Regions from separate parts of the Mus musculus genome. Here region 2 is linked to region 1. Evidence: chromatin contacts called from public HiChIP or PLAC-seq data. All regions are on one chromosome and are shown on one strand. The core of a region is the stretch at or near the end of the contact, and the rest is flanking DNA. Distances in the headings are between cores, read along the strand shown.

Region 1 (6,162 bases), core at 2,047-4,546:
AAGGTGGTTCCACCAGACTTCAGTAGGCTGTGGGAGCAGTTTTGTTTTGCTTCTTCAAGGCCAGATTCCTGCTCGTACCCCACTTTACAGCCCTGGAGTGGAGTTTCCATTGTAAAAGAACCCAAATTTCATGCTCTGCTCTGAAGCATGACTTTCACAGACTTCCAGCTGGCTTAGGAATCCTCATGGCCGCTCCCGACTCTCACCCAAAATGTCCCGGGTCTTCCTTCCCTCTCCTAACCATTAGGTGAAGTCACAAGAACACCTCCAAGCTAAGGGCTCCCAAGAACCATCAGCAGGAATGAGAGTTCTCTATGAGCCCCTAGATGCAGAATAAACTGGACCTTCCCACTTCAAGGGACTTGGTTTTAGATCACAGATGAAGTCCACTATCCCTAAGCTCAGGTTCTTGAGAGTAGACTTGGGTGGGAATTCAGTTCAGGTGGTGGGAAAAGGGGTGTGGTCTCAGTTCTGTGCAATCCCTGATAGGCCTGCCTGTGTCAGAAGGCTAAAAAGGCCTTGGGCCAGGCACCCATGGTCACCATGGGCCTGCCAAGGATGGGTACAATGCCAGGAACATCTAACAAGCCCCCAGGGATGAGACAGGAAACTGTCTCAGGTCAGACTCAAAGGGCGAGCCAGTTCAGTCACCAGGGCATTCCCCATGTGGGACTCCAGCCACAGGACCTTCCTGTAGTTGGGAGGAAAGGAAGCAGAAGCAGGTCTCAAGGGTGCTGTGGAGGCCCTGGAAGGTAAAGCTCTGTGGTGGCGGGGAGCTCAGTCAGGTGTGGATGCACACCCAGTGGTGAGGTGGCTGGGCATGGCTACAACGCTGCAGAGCTTAGGGAGGACTGAAAAAGCATCCCCCCCCCATCCCCCCCCCCAGGCAGAACCTAGAATCCGTCCCGCAAACACAATAAAATTGTGTTCCTGGCCTGCCAGCCCTTTCAACCCCTCAGCTAAATACCTCTGTACAGTGCACAAGTCACACACTGCCCACCTGTGGCAGCCTTGAATGATCAGGGAATTGTGGGAGGTGGCCAGGTCCTGGAACTATACAGCTAACCCAAGACAGATGCTCTCCCAGGAAGAAGGGCCTCTCTACGCCCCTATCAAGTCTTCACATCACTCCCTAAGGCAAAAGACCTACTGTGTTTGGTGTAGCCCCAAAAGCTAGTCCTGCCTTCCCCAGGCGTAAGCGGGATCCACAGGGGCACGTGTCTCTATCTCACAGCCCCTTCCTTACGGCTGGGACAGCAGCTCTCAACATGCGGGCCTCAGCCCATTAGCAAATTTACAACTATGAAGCAGTAACAAAAGTAATTTATGGTTGGGGGTCATCACAACCTGAGGGACTGCATTAAAGGGTTGCAGCCTCGGGAGGGCTGAGAGCTCTAGGGAAACACAGGATGACAGAAGCAGCAAGGGGTATGTATGGCTCAGAGCCTAACACACCTAACACAGGACAGGTTCCATACCTAGCTCATACCTCCACCCTGGGTCAACAAGGTGAGGGGGTCATGGGGAGGTGGCGCATCAGGGAAAGGGATTTTTGACACCAAACCTGAGGACCTGAGCTTAGGTCCTGAGATCCACACGGCTGAGGGAGGATTTCACCAGCTGCCCTCTGACCTCACTGACCTCCACATGTACGTCATGTTTTCGTGTGCCCTTACACCCACACACAAGCTAAGTAAGTGTTTTAAAGTGGCAGAGCATCAGTCCTGGGTTCCGATTTCAGTCATTTCTCACTTCAAGAACAGAACTCCCAAGGAGCAGCAGTGAACTCTAGAACCATCCCCACCCACAGCGAACCACCCAGTTCCATGCAGGAGTGGTCCGAGTTTAACATAACAAGAATGACAGCAAACACCCGCTGAGAGGTTTCTGTACCAAGCCCTATCCTAAGGACTTTGCAACTGGTAATGAGCTGCGCCTTGAGCAAGGCGCTAATATCCCATTTTACAGATGAAGAAATCAAGGCACAGAGAAGTTGTTTACTTAAGGTCATGTGGGAACTAAGTGGCTGAGACAGGATTTGAACTTGAGCTACCAACAATGTTTTGGATAAGGGACTGAGATCCTGTTAGGGGCCTTAACTGAAGAGCTGATTCTATCCTTTTGCAAATGGGATGCTTTTAGGGGTGGGGATGCAAATATGGAGTAGGAAGTCTGGTAGAGTTTTAGTCTGTAACCTCTAATTTATGCACTAACTCACAGTGACAGTTTGCAATTTAGAGGGGTTTGGCCAAACATTGTCTGTTGGCACCTATGTGCCTGATGCCCTCCGAATGCACCAAGTTTTATGAATTTCCCAAGATGACTTTGCAAGGTATCTAAGCCTGAGGCGACTTTGCAGGGGAGGAAGCTGGAGTGCGGGCAGTAGGAAGTACTTACTGGGCTAAGTCCCTAGAATTCCAAACGTTGAGGTTCCCTGGAAAAGGTTCAGGGGCGATCAGACTAAGGGAAGTAAAGAATGAGTGGAGGATTGGAAACACAGGCAGCCAGGGGCAGCTGTAAACCACCAAAAAAGGAATGTGGCCCACCAGGGTGATACCCTCAGGCCCCTCTAGACAGGGTACAGATGGGTCTTCGCAATGTCAGTTTCCAAGTCCCTGTGTTTGGAGTAGGGGGTGAATTCTCCAGGTCGATCAGTCAGAGATGGGCCGGCAGGGAGGAAAGACCTGGCACCCACCCGCCAAACTCCAGGCTCTGCTGTGGCTGACTGAGAATATCATAAGCCCAGAGTTTATAGCACGGCCAGCAGCAGTGCCCTCAGCCCCGTGCCGTTGGTGGCTCCAAGGCTGACTCTGGTCAGCATCAAAGACAAGTAAATGAGTAGGCAGGATGGCTGGCACCTGAGGCCCCTAGTGCCGAGTGTGCTCCCTCCGAGCAAGAGCAGCTGCAACCGAGCAAGAAAGCGGCCCTCTCCAAGTCCAGATAGAAAATGGAAGAAAAGGGCTCTCAGCTCCCTAGCTTTCCCTCCTCTTTCGCTTTGACCACAACTGCTTTCCTGGTCCTAGTGGACCTCAACCTCTCCTTTGTCGTGGCCACCCCACCAAGCATCTCGTTGCCCGCGCTCCCCTCCTTCTGCCGCGCCCCATAGCACTTACCCAGCGGCACACTGATCCGGGGGCCGAGCGCCCGCGTAGTCGTCGTCCGCAGCAGCAGCAGTAGCAGCAGCAGCAGCAGCGCGCGCCGCAGGACAGCGGAGCGGCTCGCCCGGCCCATCGCGGCGCGTGGAGCTCGGACCGCAGCAGGCAGCGGCGTCCTCCTCCGGCTCAGGTTGCTCAAGTGGAATCGCAGGCTGGAGCCCCGCCCCGCGGTTCGGCCCGGAGTCCTTCCCTCGGCCTCCGCCTCTGGACCTGGGGGTGGGCGGCAGGGAAGGTGGTCACGTGGGCCGCCGCACCGTAGGCTCCCTCTGCCCAGTGCTGCGGGTGAAAGCCCCGCGCTCTCGCCGCAGGGAGGAGGGCGCGGAGCAGGAAGTCGACGGGTAGGCGGGCCTCCTAGCTGGTCCTTGCCCAGCTCTTTCCCCTTCCTCCTTCCTGGGCGCTGAAGTACGAGGGGCGCTGGATCGAGTCACCCGACTTGGGGCACTGGGGGGGAGGGGGAGCGGAGCAGAGCCTGGGGACCTGAAGCCCGGAGACCGAGGAGCTCGCAAAGCCGCACGGACCCGCCCTCCTTCCGGCTCCCGGGAACCCTGCCCCACATGCCCCCTACCTACCCCCACCCCCGCTCTGGGAGCTGTGCAGACTCTGAGACGGAGACTGGTAGCTTTCCAGTCTTACTTCCGCGAGAGGTCTATGCATGGTCTAGAATCTAGATACTCTGCTCGGTTGTCCATGCTTAGAATTCTGTCCACGCGAAGCCCGGGGCCGGCGCAGAATCAGTTCAAGTGGGATAATTAGGATTTCACGGACTGCACTGCCAAAGAGGCTAGACCTTCCCCCCCACAACCAGCACGTGGCTGAGCATAGGAAAGGATTCCCTAAGGCTGGAATGAGACGCCAGAGGTATCCACCCGCAGGTACCCCAATCTGAAGTCAATTTGGTGGAGCCACAGCAAAGGAATAGAGGGAAATAAAGAGGGGGAGATCAACAAAGACATCAAGGTTTTGGAAACCCGTTTCAGCTTTTCCTAGGTGAATGGATAAAATTAAAAACTTAAAAATATGTGTTCATTGTTCTTGTGGCAATGAAACCACTTCCCCCAGACTTTTCTGCAGTTGTCGAAGCTACACTGCACTCGCTGCTGCCCATGTGTGCCCATGTGGGCAGTTCCAGAGCCACATCTTTCTACTCTCCTCCCCACCCCCACAGGCAGGTGGCAGTCAGAGCAGACAAGCTCTTGGATGGTCTCAGGTCTTCTTTCTTACATCCAGACTTCCCCATGCTCCACAACTCCTGTACTGTCACCACCCTGACATCCTTCTACAGTCTCGTGTCTTTTCTCATATGCCACATGTCCAATTGCACTGGTTAACCCATCATCTGAAATGTACTGTTTCTGCTCTAACTGCTGCTTCCTTTCCTCCTGTTAATCTCTTCTCAAACACAGTAGACAGAGTCTACTCCACAAGCTGTGACCTCTGACCTGTGTGTTTGTGTGTGTAACATAAAATATATATGCAGGCAAAACACCAATGCACATGAAATAAATAGCACTTTAAATACTGTTTCAAGGTCAGGCCTGTAGCCCAGGCCTTTAATCCCATCAACCTGGGAGTCAGAAGCAGGAAGATCTCTTGAGTTTTACAGAGCCAGTTCCAGGACAGCAAGGCTACACAGAGATATCCTGTCTAAAAAAAAAAATTTTTTTTTACATGTATCTGTCAGTGTGAGGGTTTGAGACTCCCTGGAACTGGAGTTCCTGACTCCAGTTATGAAGATGCTGGGAGGGCTGGTGAGATGGCTCAGTGGGTAAGAGCACCCGACTGCTCTTCTGAAGGTCCTGAGTTCAAATCCCAGCAACCACATGGTGGCTCACAACCATCCATAACGAGATCTGACTCCCTCTTCTGGAGTGTCTGAAGACAGCTACAGTGTACTTACATATAATAAATAAATAAATAAATAAATAAATAAATAAAAGAAGATGCTGGGAATTGAACCCGGGGCCTCCAGAAGAGCAGCCAGCGCTCTTATTGCTGAGCCATCACTCCAGCCTCAGATTCATTTATCTTATCTGTCTGGCTGTCTTTATTTATGATACCAGGTTTCTCCGTGTAGTCTTGACTGTCCTGGAACTCCTGTAGACCAGGCTAGCCTTGAACTCACAAAAATCCTCCTTCCTCTGACCCCCACCCCCACCCCCCAAGTACTGGGACTAAAAGCATGTACCACCACTGCCCGGCTGAAAATAAATTTCTAAAGTCAGCTGGAAATGGTGGTATTTAATTCTAGCACTTGGCAGGTGAAGGGCGGGTAGGATCAGGAATCCAAGGCAGCCTCAGGTACATAACAAGCTTGAGGCCAATCGAGGCTATGTGAAACTCTGTCTCAGACAACAACAAACCGAAAACAGAACTTAAATAAATACATACATAAATAAAATGAAAGTCTAGGTGCAGCTTTCCCCTGCTCAACCTCCCAAGCCTCTGGAATGGTGCCTGTACACATGGCAGGCGTCTTCAATAAGCGTTGGTTGAAGGAATGACTGGGTGACCGAGGATGACAAGGGTCAGACTACTACAGGCTCGTGTTGGCTAACAACCTAAAACAATCTTCTGATGCCAATTTCTGTCTAATGAAAAGTGCCCCAAACCTGAAATTATGCAATAACTTTTTCAACTGAACACAAGACTTCAAAATTATCTCTCTTAAATCTATTGGTTCTGGCCCAGATTTCATCCCACGGAGGTTGTTTTGAATATTGATTCTATTATCATACATTTGGCACCTCCTTTCCTGGTTTTTGAGTCATCGTAAATTTGGCTAAGTATTCCTTAGACCTTTAATCAAGTTACTGATAAAAATAATGGGTGTGCAGATTTAGCCTCCAGATCTTGGTTTCTGCACACCGCTCTTCTATAAAAGCAGAGCGCTCTCCTTAAGTACAAGGTAAAGAGCTCATTTTGTTGGGCCTGAAAGCAAAGCAAAGCCTAATGAGGCCATGCCTGAAGAGACAGTCTGATGGCCGCGTGGAGAGGAGCCAGGCGGATG
Region 2 (6,162 bases), core at 2,184-4,683, 430 kb before region 1:
AGGCCCAGAATCCTTCTCCCTTGGTGGCTACCCAGACATTTCCCTGTGCTCACCCTCAATAATTAGGTCATCCTGTAAGACAGAACCCAGCAGGCCAGCCCTCGACTGCTAAGGTCCTTTCTGGCTCCTGGTGTTAACTTGCACTTGCGGGCTGTTGATGTTTTAGGTTGCCACAGTCAGCGTTGTGTGCTACCCTCCTCTTCTGGTGCTCATCAACCAATTGAAGAGCGGTTCTAGCTCCAGACCCCAGGAGATGACTTGGCTAGCCCCCTTTTATTGTTTCAGAAAAAGCTGCCAAATTACCCCAAACAAACAAAAGCCACGGAAGGACAACTGAGTTTGGATTTCTCCCACAATGAATGCTTGGAATTGTTAGAAATTCTTTCAGACAACTTTGCTCCTGTTGCCCATGCTGTGCTTGCAACATGCTGGGCTGCCCTGAGCGGCCCACACGGCACCCCAGATAACTCTGAAATACTGCGTGAGGTCTCCTGCGTCTCAGGTTCTGAATCTTTACAGTGCTCCTGGGAGCTGAGCTGAGGTCCTCCTAACAGTATATATGAACAGTTTGTGGTCTTTGGGCTTTATGGCCCCCCATACCCCCCTGTTCTCCTCAGTGCAGCCCTCCCTGCCATCACTACCACAGCAGAGGGTTTGCCACAGGAAGTCAGCCTAAACCCTGTGGGGCTCTCAGCACACATCCGCTTTTCTCTGGGATTACACAGGTCAATGGCTTCAGGGCAGCCAGGGAAGCTCTCCTGTGTCTTCCTGCAGTCCAGGCAGAAGGAACATCCATCCCAGCTTGGGACTTAGCATTCTCACAGCAGAAAGAAAAGAGTGTGAGAGTTTGTTTGCATCACACATACATCTGTTTGCTCCTAAGTCATTGACCACGGCCACAGCAAGCCGTGTGGTCCACTTACCTCTCTCCAATCCTTCACCCAGACGGTCACTGAAGGCTACAGCTAGCTCTCAGAGAGGTGGTACAGCATGCGCAGCAGGCGGGGCCTCGCAGAGCCTCACAGAGGTCTGGTCTGTTGAGGGGGATGTAGGATGCATATGGTGACCTCTCATGTGCTTCCCAGCATGCCAGATAATATGCACACCTAAACTCGCCTCTAATGCCCACACTCAGATGGGACAGAGCAGTCCACACATAAGGGATCTCATGCTATTGTACTTTGTCTTATTTTTATTACATTTATTTACTTACTCATATTATACCCGTGGAGTTCAGAGAACAATTTATGGGAGTCACTTTTCTCTCTCCACCATGTGGGTTCTGGGGATTAAACTGAAGCATGGGTGGCAAACTAAAACCACTGAGCCATCTTGCTGGTCCTTTATTTCATGTCCTTAACAAGCCTGAGTGGAAGTTATCATCCCCATCTTATACACCAGGAGGACAGAGGAGCTTGTTAGCAAGTGGAAGATGTTGAGGGATTTCATACATTTTTGAACTACAATATAGATTGCTGGTTTTTTGAATACTAGAGATGAAGTACTGTGTGATTTCTGAACTAATAAATAGGTTTTATAACATATTTATGAAATAATGTCACGCATAAAAGCTATATATCAGAAATGTTCACTCTGAGGTGCAACAATATAAAAGTTAATATAAAGTTATATACAGTTATATAATGTAAAGGTTATATACAGTTATATAATGTAAAGGTTATATACAGGTAGGCTTGTTAATATAAAGTTACATACAGTTATATACAGTTATATACAGTTATATAATGTAAAGGTTATATACAGTTATATAATGTAAAGGTTATATACAGGTAGGCTTGAAGAGCAAAAGGAGCATTAAGTACTGTAGGGCAACAGGGTTTGATTTCTTTTTGATATTTATTTTTGGTTTTGTTTATTTGTTTGTTTCACCCTGTGGCCTAGGTTGGCTTTGAAATTGTGATTATTCTGCCTCTACCCTTCAAATTCTGGGATTACTGGTGTGTGGCACCCAGCTCGATATTGCAGTTTTAAACGTGTGTGTGCGTGTGTGTGTGTGTGTCTGTGTGTGTGTGTGTGTGTGTGTGTGTGTCTGTGTATGGGGGCGAGTGCGTCTGGCATTTGTGTAGAGATCCGAGAATAACTTCATAGAGTTGGTTCTTTCCTTCCTTCTGTTTGTGGGATCAGGGGTTGAACTCAGACTCGGGGTTGGTGAGGCAGGCACCTTTACCCACTGACCTATCTTGCTGGCCCAATAAACACATCTTAGAGGAGAATTTTAGAAGAGCAAGAAGAGCTTGAAGTCGTAGTCCCCCGGATTCTCCATTTCCTAATTGTGACAATTTTTGTATAGAATCTGCCTGCTTCCATATTAACACATTAAAGGCTATTTTTGATATATTCTGTAATTATATAGAAACAGAGCCATGTGTGACATTTTATTTACTTTGACGCAAAGCACCAACATGCAATAGTAAAGTTAGAAGCTCCGGCTTTTGTCTGTTACCAGTTGCTCCTGAGGGTGAGTGGCAGTTCATGGTTGAGGCTAACTGTTCTTCTTTCTCTCTGCAGCCATCACTTCATCAAGCCGATAATGTTCGTGGAACCCGCCACCATGGGCTGGTGGAGAGGCCAGCCCGGAACCGCTTCCACCCCCTTCACCGAAGGTCTGGGGACAAGCCAGGGAGACAGATATCCTTTTTCCCTGTCTGAGGAGAGTGTGTTTTGAAATGATTGAGAAATGGCCGGGATTTATCTCCCTGTGGTTCCCCTGTGGCCTCAGAGCTTCATCTGATCTGCAGAGAGGAAGCAATAAAAGTAACAGAGTTTAAAACTGTAAACATCCCTACAGCCAGACTGGGAAGAGCTCGGTCGTTGGTTATGAGAGCGTCGGTAAAGTTCCGTTGACTAGAACAGAACATAAGCATTCAGTTCTGGTGGACAAGGCATCTTTGACGTTTTCTTCAGAAATCAGCAGTATTAAGCTTGACTTTGAATCAACTAGAGAGATGTAGGCTGTCTAGCCAAACCCAGGCAGATCCATGTGTTTGTGTTTTGTTGACCTGATGACCTGCTTTTGGAACTGAAAGAGGAAATCTTACAAGACTGTCTGTCTGTCTAGTCTCAGACTCAGTAAATGACAGGTAAGATGTAAAGTGGGCGTTTAGGAAGCCTCCTAAACAGAGATGTACCAGCGCACTCTGTGTGGCTGAGTAATGAAGAAAGGAGCTGTGAGCCCGACCGGCTGAGCTCAGCACTGTCTGTTGGGAGTCGGACAGGGGCCAGGCTAGGGTGGCTTTCTGAGTGGGGCCAGCACAGTACTGAGGGTTGGGGCAGACAAACCTGAGCCTGCTGGTTAGGACAAGGAGAGGCAGAAGTGAGGAAGCTTCTCTCACTTCACTGAGCTCAGGACAAGCCTGGCGGAGGAAGGAGCAGATGGGCGGGGCGAGTCTCCCTGCAGAGAGCTGATTCCTGGCAGTGATGGCAGAGTTGGCTTCATAAGCTTAGAAACCAGGAAGTGGGGGAGGGCACTCATGTTTACTGAGCACCTACCCATGCCAGACACTGTGCTAGGCAATTTATATGTCATTTAGTCCTCAGAATTCAATGAGTCGTTTGTTTTTTAACCCTCAGTTTTCCCACGAGAAAACTAAGATATCAGAGTAAGTTGCCCAAGAGTCCACTGCTGCGACTCATGTAGCCCAGGCTCGTCCACTCAGTGGCCATGCTAACATATGCAGGAGAATACTCCTGTGAGGAACAGCAGGGATGTAGAGAGGAAGCCCAGCTTTCCTGGCCATCATGGCCTCTAGGTCTCTCTCTGCTGAGAGGTGAGGACAGTGGTTCTGGGGAGTGTTGACTTCTCCCAGCTCTCCCCACTGGACAGATCCAGCCCACAGGGCTGCAGTGACTTCTAGTTCTCTCTGTTACATGGTGTCCGTCAGGGCACATAAGAATGATGTAGGATCGTGGGAATTCCTTCCCACACTTCATGTAGAATGTAGAGGGTAAAGGGAAGCAGTTTATCTAACGAGCACATCTGATGTGGAGTGGCACACCGAGCGATTGTCCAAATGGCTTGGAATCCTCTAGCAAACAACCAGATGTTTCTCTGCCTGATTGAACTGTGCAGGGGCTGGAGTGTGCAGCTCAGTGGTAGGTGCTTGCCTAGCATTCTTGAGGGTTTGGGTTCAAGAAAAAAAATTTCCCTGGTAGCGTGGCTCAGTGGCAGAGCCTTATGGCTTGTGCACAGCCTAGGGTTCATTCTCAGCATGAAGAAGGAAAAGACTGGAAGGAGGGGGAAGGGAAAGAGAGAAAAGGGAAGAAAAGGGGTAGGGGGAGAGAGAGATGGAGAGAGAGAGAGAGAGAGAGAGAGAGAGAGAGAGAGACACGGACGGGAGAGAGAAGGGGATTGAGGCTTAAAGGTTAAGAAAGAAGTAGGGTGTGATGTGTCCACTCACTAAACACACATGGAGACCCTTTCCTGGACCAGGCAATGTCTTAGGCACAGAGCTCAAAGTGATGAAGGGGATATCAACCCTGTATTTTTGAGTTTTACAGTCCTTTGGGAGACGGTGGACAGCTAAGAGGCAAATAGTAATAATTAATTAATTAAGGAAAATAACTTCAGATAGTATCTTAGTTACTTTTCTAGTTCTGTGATAAGACACCATGTCCAAGGAAAATTATAGAAGAAAGAGTTTATTAGGGGCTTAGAGTCCATGACATCATTGTGGGGAGCATGGCAGAAAGCATGCTGGCAGGCATGGCACTGGAGCGATAGCTGGGCACTCACATCCTGAGACACAACCTCAAAGCAGAGACAGCTAACTGGGAATGTCTTCTGAAACCTCAAAGTCCACCCCTACCCAGTGACACCTCCTACAACAAGGCCACGCCTCCTAATCTTTCCTAACTAGTTCTACCAACTAGAGACCAAGTATTCAAACATGAGAGGCTATGAGGGCTGTTCTCATTCAAGTCACCATAGATAGTATATTCAAGAACTTAGCAGTTCCCAGGAAATGTTCTGACATTGGGAATGGAACAGGTAAAGTCCTAGGAAGGACTGTACTGCGTGTTCAGGGAACCTGTCTCATTCTGGGCAATACATCCTAGAGGATGGCCTGGCTCTGAATCAGTTTGTAAGAGCATTAGCAAAGCTTGCCAGCTCCCAGGGAAAGGAAAAACCAAACAGATATGCAGAGAAAGTTGTTGAGCGCAGAGTGTGATCTGATTCACTGATCATGAGCTGTCTCTCTGCGATTGTTTCCTAAGCCCCTAGTTGGGATTCTGGGCCTGGACCTGTGCTGATATACAGAAGTTCGCTAGCCTAGGGGCGTCACTAATGAACTAATAAGTCCTGTGTGAGGAGTCAAAAGGCTGGGCAGCAAGTGACAAGTGACAGGAAGGACAGTTTGACACCTCAGCTGGTGACTTACTCAGAGTTTGCAGGGAGACAGAGGCCTTCTTGGCTTTTCTGGTGTGTATGCTGTTAGCTATGAAACAGCTCACTTTAAACTCCTGCCTTTCATATTTGTCTATGGTACCAGTCTAATTTTTAAGAATTATCTTTTTTTAAGATTTATTTATTTATTATATGTAAGTACACTGTAGCTGTCTTCAGACACTCCAGAGGAGGGCTTCAGATCTCATTACGGAGGGTTGTGAGCCACCATGTGGTTGCTGGGATTTGAACTCAAGACCTTCGGAAGAGCATTCAGTGCTCTTACCTGCTGAGCCATCTCACTAGTCCCAAGAATTATCTTTTATGCATATTGTATTTTGCCTGCATGTTTGTCTGTGCACATATATGTATCTGGTCCCTATAGAAGTTAGAAGATGTGAGATTTCCTGAAACTGTAGTCACAGACAGTTGTGAGCCACCATGTGAAACCAAATTAGGTTCTCTGGAAGACCAGCCAGTGCTCTTAGCCTCTGAGCCATCTCTCCAGCTCACAAGTTTTACCATTTTAAAAGCCAGAAAACTGGTTTGAATCTTTGTTGGTATAAATAGAAGAAAAAAAGATGTATTCAGGATTTTCTTCTTGTGGGTATTGTTTTGGGGTCGGCAGACTTGCTAAGATAAGAGATTGGTCCCAAATAAAATGAGCATTGTCAACAAATACTCCAGCTTCCTGCCAGAGTGGGCAGCCCCGTCCCGCAGGAGATTCCTTCTGCAGTAGGCCGAGTTCTTGGCACGTA

Evidence for each region. HiChIP or PLAC-seq counts read pairs in DNA pulled down with a chosen protein or histone mark.
Region 2: a FOXA1 HiChIP or PLAC-seq map of pancreatic cancer cells shows a contact between it and region 1. The contact joins the enhancer-like site here to the promoter of Sema4b in region 1. A contact is called at or near these places in 1 of 39 promoter capture datasets (liver), 1 of 484 Hi-C or Micro-C datasets (the HPC-7 cell line) and 2 of 115 datasets of contacts at active chromatin or transcription factors (pancreatic cancer cells and regulatory T cells).

What each region holds. Positions count from the first base shown.
Region 1 is chr7:80,195,722-80,201,883 of GRCm38.p6, reverse strand. Sema4b (sema domain, immunoglobulin domain (Ig), transmembrane domain (TM) and short cytoplasmic domain, (semaphorin) 4B) reads right to left here and starts at 3,296. Exons shown (of 14, transcript NM_001360135.2): 1 at 3,114-3,296. The coding sequence starts at 3,231.
Region 2 is chr7:80,626,107-80,632,268 of GRCm38.p6, reverse strand. It overlaps Crtc3 (CREB regulated transcription coactivator 3), which reads left to right. Exons shown (of 15, transcript NM_173863.2): 3 at 2,530-2,649. Among named protein-coding and RNA genes, the nearest start is that of Gm15880, 6.8 kb to the left of the region's middle. Within about 2 kb of position 3,433, at least 231 of the 459 cell types and tissues checked have an H3K27ac peak or open chromatin away from gene starts, as enhancers often do. A contact at or near this core is called in the HPC-7 cell line, liver, pancreatic cancer cells and 1 more, where this site is marked.